2 separate regions of the Mus musculus genome follow, and region 1 is linked to region 2. A link is a contact called in public HiChIP or PLAC-seq data. All regions are on one chromosome and are shown on one strand. The core of a region is the stretch at or near the end of the contact, and the rest is flanking DNA. Distances in the headings are between cores, read along the strand shown.

Evidence for each region. HiChIP or PLAC-seq counts read pairs in DNA pulled down with a chosen protein or histone mark.
Region 1: a contact with region 2 is called in an H3K27ac HiChIP or PLAC-seq map of heart atrium, with 6 read pairs. The contact joins the enhancer-like site here to the promoter of Lrrc3b in region 2. A contact is called at or near these places in 15 of 484 Hi-C or Micro-C datasets (the 63-12 cell line, the Ba/F3 cell line, the G1E-ER4 cell line and 6 more), 2 of 115 datasets of contacts at active chromatin or transcription factors (embryonic stem cells and heart atrium) and 2 of 9 other capture datasets (adipose tissue and liver).

What each region holds. Positions count from the first base shown.
Region 1 is chr14:15,475,232-15,480,893 of GRCm38.p6, forward strand. No RefSeq gene overlaps it. Among named protein-coding and RNA genes, the nearest start is that of Lrrc3b, 39 kb to the left of the region's middle. Within about 2 kb of position 1,885, at least 3 of the 459 cell types and tissues checked have an H3K27ac peak or open chromatin away from gene starts, as enhancers often do. A contact at or near this core is called in heart atrium, where this site is marked.
Region 2 is chr14:15,435,479-15,441,557 of GRCm38.p6, forward strand. Lrrc3b (leucine rich repeat containing 3B) reads right to left here and starts at 3,509. Exons shown (of 2, transcript NM_146052.4): 1 at 3,095-3,509. B230110C06Rik (RIKEN cDNA B230110C06 gene) reads left to right here and starts at 2,145. Exons shown (of 3, transcript NR_152122.1): 1 at 2,145-2,265.

The DNA.
Region 1 (5,662 bases), core at 635-3,134, 38 kb after region 2:
TTAAGAGTTTGCCATAGGTCAACTGGCAGTTGTAATCACACAGATCTACGATACGATATCCAGAGATGGGCAACTTTCCTTGTGCACAGACCAACCTAAGATACGAGGCCTGGAGGCGATAGGGCAACCCTATGACAGGTAAGGCTAGAGGATGGACCTAAGACAGGAGCCATGTCCGATGGACAGATTTGCCCAGACCTAGTTCAGCATCATATTATTAAACAAAAAAGGGGGAGATGTAGGAAGCCAACTCTAAGATGGCACCGGTTTCCAGTGTGCCGTTGTCATAAACAACACCACTGCACAGATGTAAGCCCGAGTCTGGCACCAACCCCTCCTGAGCAGGTACATGCTAATTAGGTGACAGGGGTTCAACCTATCCCAGGAGTACATGAAGCCTTTCCCTGTGCTGGGGTGCATATAAGCAGGCCTCCCTGGGTGCCCGGCGTCCCCATAGCAGCATCAAGGCGTTCCTGCAATAAAGGCTGTTGAGAAGAATCCGACCATGTTGTGTCTTTCTTGCTGCCCAAGGTGGGTGAAACAGGTAGGGATGGGAGTGGGCTTTATCTGTCTGTTGATGGAAGCTTAGGCTGTTTCCCAATTAGAGTGTTTCTTGAGCTCCTGGAAGTTCTACTTTTAACTCACATAATTATTTTTTTAATTTTGAGGACTCTCCATACTTTTTTCCATAATGTCTGTGTTATGCTCACTAGATTCCTATCTGTATTCTAGATGCAGATAGAAAGTTGTTCGTTGATACTTAAACTAATCTTATGCATTCCGTAGCTTACTCCTGAGTGAAGGAACACTGAAACACAAGGCAACCCTCATGAGGAGTGTGTATGGGTTCATCTATCCAAATTTAATCATCTCTTTCTGTGATGGGTACAGTAAGGTGATGTTTGTATTTTTGGAGAAACTTAGGGCTCATGGAGTTAAGGAATGTGTCTAGTATGCTGCAGTCATAGCTGGCAAGTGATGTTTCCTGGTCTGCTGGCTTCTACCTTGCACTAAGCAGCACACTATGTTAGTTAACTGCTGTTGTATAACAAACTGCCATAACTCTTACCAGATTAAAATGACATGCTGATGACCTCTCTCACAAATCAGAAGCTGTGTACACATGCTGCTCTGGGATGGAAACATCATGAAGCTTCCCAGAAGAAAGTCAGTAGCTCTGCCTCTCAGGACCTATCCCTGTTCACGGTAAAATGGTGATCTCACGGAGAAAATTAAGAGAGGGAGAGGGAACAGGACAGAGAAATGTTGGGGTAAAAAAGTGGGTAAGAATGAAGACAGACAGACAGACAGTCAGAAAGACAGAGACAAAGACAGAAAGACAAAGGCCAAGACAGAGTTGCAGACTAGGGTCAAAAGATACTGCTTTAAAGGAATCTCACAGCTTCCCTGGTCAAGATCTCCTCCTTAATCTGACATACCTGAGTTCAAAATGTTCAGCATAAGTTTTGTTGCTTGTCTTTTCATTTTCTTAACACAGATACCACAGAAATGAAAGAGAGGACTACATAAAATTAATTCTGCTTGTATCCTTCCAAGTGCTTTGCATAACTCTGTCTGGTCAGGGTATAATGTATAATCCAAAGAGAGAGGGGGGATGGGGAGGGGGAGAGGGATGGAGAGAGAGAGAGAGAGAGAGAGAGAGAGAGAGAGAGAGAGAGAGAGAGAGAGAGAGAGATATCGAGATCTAGCTTGGGCACAGAAAACTCGATAAAGAGAGAAAGCAAAGAAATGAACCATAAATGTTGGAATCATTTCACACTACACAAATAATAAAGTCCTGCTGTCCCTCACACGGATTCATACCCACAATTGAACTTGACCCTTTTTAAAAATAGCAATAGGAGACTAGAGTGTTTCTAAAACAGGAGTGTCATCTTAGTTTTCAACATGAGTAACTACAGTGATGAAGCCTGTGGGGGGTGAAGCACTAGACATGGAATCTAAGCAGGAAATTGGCAGGGGCCTTTGCCTGGAGTTCTAGAAAAATGTTGTTTATTCATTCATTCTTCCAAGTCACACACATAAAACCTTTATTATTAGCATGTTGGGGAGGTATAAAAATACACAGAGTGCAGGCCTTGTTTTACAGAAATGTGATGGTATATATTGCTTTTTACAGTTTTAATAGACTAACATGATTTCCAAGTTTATCTATCCTGTGCTAAATATCCATGTGTCAAGCACTGTGTAAGGTTTTGCTGTGGTAACAGCTGATAGAAGTAGGATTTGTTTTCCCAGGCCCACCGTCTGTAAGAATCAGGTCTGATGTGGTTCTAGATAAGTACAAGGAGAAAGAAACAGAGGTGGAAATAGAAAAAAAAAAAGCCTCTCTTTACTGGCTTCAAATTTTCATCTTCTTTCCTTCTCCCATTCCCCAGTAATTCCACTTAGGAGGTCCAAATTCAAAACTCACCAGAGATATGGAAACTACAGGAAACACATGGCAGGTGCCCAAGGGATTGCTCCTTGAAGTTTTTAGGGGTAAGTCCTGTTTATGGCAAAATAGAGAATAAACTCTCTCCACTATGGCACCTTGTAGAGTGTACATCACTCTTCCATGTCAGAGAAATTCAGAGTGATGAAAAGCTCTCCAAGTTATTATTGGAACTGGAGGAGTAGGAGTTTGCAGCTGGACCTGGTGAGTCTAGGGCATGTGCTCTGACTCTTGCAGTCTGAGGTTTCTGCACTGGAAAGTGTGGTGCTTCAGGGGCTAAGCATTGGCTCTGGAACCAAGTATTCAGAGTCAATTTCTCACTCCAAGCCACAAGGAGTTGTGTGACATTGGACACTGTGAGTGCTAGTTTCCTTAATTATAAAATAGGGCTAAGAAACATACCTTACTTTATAAGGACTGGCTAGCCATCCCTGAGTGGATATATGCAGAAATGAGATAATGCGAATGAAACTCAATGCTATTCCACTGCAGTGAGCTTCAGGACAGATAATGAAAGACATTTTCTAATATGAGGGGAATGCAATTTGCTTCTACTAGCATACTGCCTAGGGCAACCAGCACAATGCTCCCAGCACTGGTCTAAATCCTAAGCTGTAAAGTCCCTGCAAGTACAACAGTTGCTTCATGGGACAGGAAGCCCTAGCAACCAGAGGTTCCAAGATTGCAGTTTCAGTCTGACAGTAAAAAAGAGAAACCTAGGGTGCTGGTGGCTTCTGCTTTAGGAAAGGTCTCTGGCCAGAACTCTTGCTGTCAGCATGTTGTCAAATATTTATGATGGTGACATTCAGATACATTTCTATTGAAGTATGCCTTGAATATTGCAATATATATATATATATATATATATATATATATATAATAGTTATCTTTTTGCCTTTCTATTTACCTATTCACTGCTAGTGCAGTGGCCTTGAGGCAGTTATAGAATCTCCATAACTTCCTATTCTCAAAGATATACTGATTGAATCCTCTCAAATACCATTGCCAATATGAAGATAATGTCAACATTACATGTTAGAAAGAGACAATAGATACTCGGTAAACTTTTGCTAACTCTGGTATTATGACTGGTATATTGTATTGCAATGTACTAATATTGATTCCCTTACATAGAACTGAACTTTACTAGATTGAATGGTGTATAGAGATAGGGCAGAAGATGACCTACATGTGGGTTAAATTTGATGTGACTAGAGCTGCTTTGAGCCATAATCACCAAGATAGCCAACTCTTGCCAGTTTTTCCACGTAGTTTCTCAGCAAACTATAAATAGATAAAAGTCATTACAGTGGTGGGTGAAGTCTTGCCTCTGGGATATGTGTGACAATGATGTCAGCTGAAAATGAGCCAGATACATTTCAGTCAGGTTGGCATCAGTTTTTCTCTAACCCATAAGCCAGCACCTTCTATGACCCAAATTACAAAGACCCCACTGGATCTCTTGAAAATCCCAGGCTTATCTGTCCTCATTTTTCAGTTTCATGGCACCTTGGGACTAATCCTCATTCATTAAGATTGTACTTTTATAAGATACCTGTAACAGTAGAATATTAGTCTTTAACCTGTGGGTCACCGCCCCAGGCTAGGTTCAAAAATCATTTTCACAGGGTTTGCCTAAAACCACCAAGACAAAAATATTTTCATTATGTTTCACAACATTAGCAAAATTACAGGTATAAAGTAGCAACTAATATAATTTTATGGTTTAGGGTTACCATAACATGAGTTAACTGTGTAAAAGAGTTGTAGCATTAGGGAGGTTGAGAACTACTGCTGTGGCAGACTAAGAATAAATGAACACGGAAAAGCCAGCGAGTGATCTCAGTCAATTAAAGTAAGGAACATGCATGTCAGGAACACTTTCTGACCAAGAAAACTGACCTGAAATACAAAGGATTCAGAACTGATCGCCAGACAAGGAAGACTCATGACCTGCATGCCCGCAAAGAGACAGGTTGCAGAGAGAGACCCTGTGTCATCAGTAGCCACCATAAACAATGTTTTGAGAAAACTTCAGATGACTGTAGAAATTTCAGCTCCTGAAAGGGCTGCCCAGCCATGGTTTTCTCATTGGTACTCATCATTTTACTATTTTGAAAAACAGACAACCCAGCAACCAGTTCTATCTAATTCAAAAGAGGTGAATAGGCCTGGTGATCTTGTAGAGGGATTGCTATGAATACTAAGGAGTTACGAGTATGTTTGGGACAAACACATGAAATTTTCAGACAATGAAAATTTTTCTTTGTGCCCTGGCTTGTTGTCATGAGCAAACTAGCTGTGTAAGTCAGATAGTTGGTTTCTTTGTTGAATGGGCTAGCAGACAGTCTTTGTGTTGCCTACCTTGGTATCACAAAGTTAGGGTCAGTAAAGGTCTTATTATACATGGTCTTTTCTTGAATGTTTTCAGTTAGTGTGGCGTAAATTGGTAACACAAAGAAAGGATACCAGATAACAGTTCACAATGATAGCTGTGGAGGACAAGTGATGGTGTGGTACATCAATGGTGGCAGTGGAGCACTAGTGGTGGCCATGGAACACCAGTGATGATGACAGTGGTGCACCAGTGGTGGTTACAGCCATGCAGTCAAAAGCCCAAACTGTTAAAGCAGCAAGGCAACTGGCTGCTAACAGATGGAAAAATCAGCCAAAGGGTGGGTGCCCAGGTGTCTATGGCAGGAAGAGGACAGTGGATTAGAGGGATAACAAAAGAAGGCAGATGGCTGGAACAGAGAAAAAAAATCCAAACCCTAGTGGCCAGAAAATCCCAGAGAGCTATCAAGCCTGAATGACTGATGGTATCAGACACCTTAGGACAAGAACTCTGATTCTAGCTGCTATTAAGGGTTGGGAAATTTCTATACCTATACACCTACAAAAGCTGGGCCATTTGTAGAACTAAGCATGCCAATACCTGAGGTCTTAATGAGGATTATAGTACTAGAGGCAGTCTCCTGAATCTGCTATCTTATACTGAAGAATAGAGAAGTTGTCTAGGCACTTGAAGAGCTTCTCCCTGCATACTTGTGACTTCTATCTGGGTTAACAAAAGAGTGCTGTCAGCTGATTGGCACCAGGACAAAGGAAAATCCTTGAAAAGGTTTAGAGATGTTTACACCTTTGAAGTGTCTTTCTGTCTATATTGAAGATGAGAATTTACAGGTGCAGAAAGGGTTTCTAGGTATC
Region 2 (6,079 bases), core at 2,259-4,758:
ATGTATAAGCAAAGTTCACTGGACCCAGGTATCAAAGACAATGGTTCCCACATTACTAATCTACTACATCACTGAGGGGCCTTACTCCATGCCAGTGGGCCTCCTCAGGAGAGGCGGCAGGCTCTGGCTTCCCAGTTAGTGCTATGTCCTCATCCACCCTCCAGAAGGACATTCTACTGCTACTCCAAATGCCTTTTGAGCACAAAGCAGATCACACACAGGTCTCCATCTCTGTCTCTTCCTGAATTAAAAAACAATCTGCTAACAGGTTGAAAGGAAACGCTCAACAACAACAGCTGGCTTCTTAGACTGGGTTCCAGTGCACTCCAAGAGACTCTGACTCTGGAGACACGCAGCATTGGCCCCCATACCCTAGATTCTACTGGCATGTGTCCCTGGGCTTAGACTAAAGCAGAAGGGGCCTCATCCACTCACCTCTCCCCCGTGGACAGCCTTTACTACAAAATCTGCTTATGAGTTTGAGGCACACAGCTTGCCCACTATAGGAACCAGCCCTTCTATGTACTGGCTTTCTCCATGATTTTGTTCCCACTTATACAAACCTATAAGACCACTTTCATGGCTATTGTGTCAATTAAAGGTAACACAAGCACATACAATACCCATAATAGCATCTGGCCCTGCATGCAGAACCAACCCAAGCAATGTTAGAAGGCACTGCTATCACTCATGTCTCCCCCACAAGGTTCAACTACTGGCCCAAGCCACTCAGAGAGGTTTTGACTCATTCTCTCAAATTCCCACGAGATTCTACCCTATTTCCTCAAAAAGCAGGAGAGCACAAATCCAGGTTAGAAACTCCCAGAAACCTGTCAGAGTGGGGTCCTACCTCAGATATCCGGGAATATTAGAAGAAGCTGCGTGCTGTGCTGTCACTTGCGAGGAGGTCTGGCTGGTGAAGGCATGGTCACTTTTTGTGCCCCAGAAATGCATCAGAAGCTTGTGTGGAGGGTATCCCCATTCTTGGTTGTACAGCTTTCTGTTTTGAAGCAAGGAGCTAGCTGCCCCAGGTATGCCTGGGTGTGGGAGTGACCGTGATAGAATTCCTCCAAGGGCCTTGGTAGTACACCTCTCTTCTAGAAGGCTCTGACTAAGCCTAACCAAATGATTCCAATTCTGCTTTTCCCCAGTTAGAGCAGAATAGGGGAGACAATCACAGGGCAACCTAGGAAAGATTATTCTATAAAAAGCCAGAATATGAGAAGTTTATGCAAGGAGAACCTGAGAACTGTCCATAGCCTGCACCAGCGCAGCCGCCAAACGCTTCTCCACTAGGCTAGGTAGGGACTAGACGTGCAGGGCCCTCAATCACAAGTGTCCCTGGATATGGGGTGAAGAGAACTATGTGCCTCCTCTCCCATACATGGTGATGTGTTCCCCACCAGGAGAGAGAGAGAGAGAGAGAGAGAGAGAGAGAGAGAGAGAGAGAGAGAGAGAACCCTTTCTTTACAATATGCACACTAGGCCTCTTCCCAAAAGTGGTCTTGAAGACCAGATGGCTTGGGTGCAAAGGTGGATCTCTGCATCTGCCAAACCATCAGAAACGACCAGGACGATATATCTGGGGAGTTGGTAAGTTAATATAGACCCACCTCTGATTCCAGATACCAGGCCGAGAAGCTAGGTCTTCCCTCACTGGAGGAGCTGTGCACACCCCCTTCTGTTTCTCCACACATCCTCCAGCTTTAAGCTAAAGATCTTTCCTAACCCAGCTAAGGGCTCCCCCCACTCCCTTCTCTCCTCAGCCTAGGTGCAAACCTTGAAGCCTCAAGGGGAAGCTGTCTCCCAGATCAGCCTCTGCCCTGGATTCTTCTCTGGATTGTTGGGACCCCAGCCTATCTGCTGACACCTGGGGACTCGCCTTAGTTTCTCACACATATACCCCTGGGGATCAGGCCAAAAGTCCCCTTCCCATTCCAGAATATACACATCCTTAACGCCCTAGTGCTGTCAGAGAAGGTGGGCGTAGATTTACAACCCGGTGGTGGAGATGAAGGGGTGTAGGAGCAAGCGGGTGCCGGAGAGGAGAGGGGCTGTGATCCTCTTAGAGCCAGGGACAGCGTCCTCGGTCCATTATCTGAACATTCAGTCACCGCCCAAGATGCCAACGCAATCAGAACAGAGCCGAGAGGTTTGTTTGTTCCTGGCGAGGGAGCTCTTTCTAACCTAGGCAGAAGCAGCCAGCCTTCTGAAATACCCCGGGGCAGGAATCCCAGGGCTGCTTCCCACCTCCGGACTTCTCAGGTACCTAGCCCCTCTCCCTGGCCCCTCACCTGGGCCAGCGCCCCCACCCCCAAACAGACTTCAATCTCTTTTCCAAATCCTCTTCAGTGGCCACGCTGAGGTGCCCCATCGCCTACATTAGCAGAGCCTTTCCGTCCCCCCTCACCCATTGGCAGATCTCATCCTCTGCTGCCTCCGGCAACCTCAAGAGGGATTTTTCCTCCCCAAATCACTTACTTCACCCATCCAGATCAGCACTTGTATTTCCCGTAGCACATAACCATAACCGAAAGCCACTCCGAGGATTTTTATTATCGATTTGGGGGTGGCAGGATCGAGCGATCTGACCCTCACCGCTCTTGAAGACATTAACAGTGGCATTAAGTTCCACCTCCCCTGGTTAGCCCTACCCCTTCCCATCTGCGACAGGCAAGAGAAGCACTACTAGATCCTAAGCCCTTGCCTCTGAATCCGGAGCTGTAGGAAGCAAAAAGTCGAACTGCAAGAACACAGTGAGAGAAATGGGCAGATGCCTTAAGGCTAGGGTAGCTGGGGGAAGGGCGCACGCGAGAACTGAACAGATACCGCACCAGGTGAGAACCAGGAAGGGAGGGTCACAAAAGTTTGCAGACTGCTGCAAGGCACCTGGTTGCACAAGAGCGAAAAGGGTCGACTTCCCTTCTCCAGGCAGGGTCTCTCCAAAGATCTGTGTCAAAAAGACCTGGAGGTTTGGCTCCACACGGCTCAGAACTGCGGTGACCATTCTCTGCTTCCCAGAGAGATGGCCTAAGCACCCTGACTGGGAGCTGAGCCCGCGCTCTGCATAAAGCAACAGGCGGCTGCACCTTACCTTGCGCCAGTCCTGGGTTGGGATGGCTGCTCCATCCTCGTGGCGCAGGGAGGAGGCGTTTGATGCATAAGCCTAGGGGTGTGCGTGCTGCTAGCTCCAGCCGACTGCAAACTGGACTACCCTCCCTGACCCGGCCCGCCGGCCGGGCTCCGCTCCGGAGCGACCGCCGCGGCGGCGTGAATGCGCTGTGGCCGGGGCGCAGGACGCAGGCGGTGCGTGGCGCGGCTGGCGTCTTTGCGCGCTGCCACCGAGTGAGGGTGCGGCCCTGGGCTGCCGTGTGGGGCACGACTTGGCTTTTACTGCTGCGGCGGCCGCTGCAGACCCTGTGCGGGGCGCCGGAACCTCACTGGAGGAGGAGACAAAGATGCGAGGGAGGCAGAAAGCTACTCGCCAACGTGCAGGCGGCTCAGTCACTAGAGGGGACTCGCCTCCAAACCTGGACTGGGAATGGAGGAGGGGCGAGGCTTCAGGGACGAGCTAGAGCGAGTGAACGTGACTGGTGGAGCTGGCTATCACCTAACTGGCACTGCTCTTCTGCCTCCTAGCTGGAGATCCTGAATAAGGAGGGGAGGAGTTTCATTCAGCCTTTGCTGGAGAAGCAGAGCTGAGCTAGGAACATTAGTTAGCCTCCTCCTCCTCTCTTGCTTCCTCTTGCCCAGTTCCAGGACATGTTGCTATGGCCCCATTCTTTCTTCCATTTCCTGACTACTGAGACCAGAGGGAACTGTTTAGCCTAGGTCCATTGCTGTCAACGGGGAGGAAAAGCAAACATTTTTAATTAACTAAAAATGACTTACTGGGTGCACAGGGCAAGAGTCAGGCACACTGCAGCTAGCAGCTAGAACAAACCCATTCCAGATGGGGACTCACCAGAAAGTCTTTATCATTTGGTGACCTCTATCAAGCATATTAAAGCTTGCAGCATTTCCCCATTTGCAACGATGCTGTTTTATGCAGGTTTAGAAGTATGCTGGGTCTGGCCACATTGCAAAACTGTAAACCACTGAGTCCCCCCAGCAGCTGTGATTTGTCTAGCAGCTCCACATTATACACCTTTATATTCTATGACTTGTATTTCTAACATTTCACAATATGATTTTATTAGTCTGGATTTGAATTGTCATCACTTTTCAACACTTTTAAACTGAGAAATCAGGACCTAGAAATAAATATATATGAATAGCAGGTATGTAATTTGGTCTAATTACTCAAAGGAAAACTTGGCATTCCCATTGAAAGTATAAAATTTGTCTGTAATACTGTGCCAGTGATTCTACTTCTCACAAGTCAGGAAATAACTGAGAACATCCACAAAATTTATCTGAAGAGATGCTCACTAGACTGCTGTATAAGCAATGGAAGGTTGTATAAGCAATGGAAGGTTGGAAGAGAGTACAAGATGAATAGTGAAACATTTCATAGGAATATACAATAAAATATCACATATTGAACTGTTATAGATGACCTCCGCCGTGGGTAATCGGTGTAAGTTTATCTAAAGAGTTCCAGAGCTCAAGATGAAACCCGACATAATCTCACAGAGCTGGCTTGCATCCAAGTCTTTCCAACTGTTGATTATGCTATCCTACATTTGAATCTTTGGTTGATGCTGTGTTTTAAATGAAATAGCACTTGTGGAGCACTCACCTCTTAGTAATGTCCATAAGGCATAAATTTGGTTCAACTTAAGACAAATGTCTGACTATGGCTCAGATAAACTATACAGTAGCTTTCTGGTTTGGTTGGTTCGTCAAGTTGTCAACTTGACTTGCTGAATGTTGGTATCACCCATGCTATAAAAAGGATAAATGACAGGCCCTAGAGTTTGTCACCTCTGTTATAAACTTAGATTTGTTTTGTAGCAACCAGAAATCAAGTCCGGCTCAGCAAAGGATGTTCTTTAATATGAGAAGCTGATTGGTTGTTTCCTCTGCTTCTGCTGATGTCCAATTAAAAGAATGAAACCGGAGAAAGATAGCTTCTTGGAAGCCCTACTTATAATCTAATTAGTGAACCAGAGAGAGAACTTAGCATCTCTGACCTTCATGCTAACCTTCAGGGCCTTTCTGCTTCAGAGGTAAATGGCATTTACTGATGTTTTCTGTTTAACTTCCTTTAGAAATGGAGTGAATTGTTTCACATTCAGTATGTCATAGAATCCTTTGCATATAGAAGAAATTCCTTCAGTTATGCCCTGCATTCTCAATTGAAACATCTCTACAATAGTTCGATGCCTTCCTCTCAAGTGGGGCTGCATTTCTCAAATTCAGATTGGTGCCTGAAGCCCTGTTATCTATAGAATGTTTTAAAATTAAGATATGAAGATGTTGATCTCACAAAACCTTTGCTCAAGGCATTCCAGGTAATAGCAAGCCATTGCAAAGCAACCTAAAGCTGGAATTTTGGCAAGGAGGCCCCTATAGAGCATACTCACCACTGGGCTTACCCTCAGTCAAAGAAAGCCTGGCCTGTGCCTAGCCTTGAGAGCTGGGGAGCTGGTGGTTATCCCATGCATGCATTTCTCCAGAGATTCTGTGTATTTCTCATGGCCAGTGACTTGGTTCGCATGAAGAGGGAGGTCCAAATGCAAGGGAGACTTTTCCTTAATAATGGACACCTGATGAACATCTGGAATGCAAGTGGTACAGGCATATCCAGTCTTTATAGGATGTAATACGTTTTAGTCCAGAAAGTATCAACACACAAACAAGAGAACAACCTAATCGTTTGAATGATGTTGACAAGTGAGTCAACTTATTTTCCAAGTATGGGGCTAATTTTGTGAAAAATTGGATCGTTAGTTAATTAAATATATTAAAAATATTATATAATTGATTTTAATAATGATTTTAGATGGTAAAGACTGAATTCATTACAATGGTGTTAACTGCCTCTGAGGTTTAGTTCGCCCCCTGTATTCTCATAAATACCTCTTGCTTTCTGCCAATCAGTTCACCTCCCCATGACTTGCAGGTCAGGTCCATG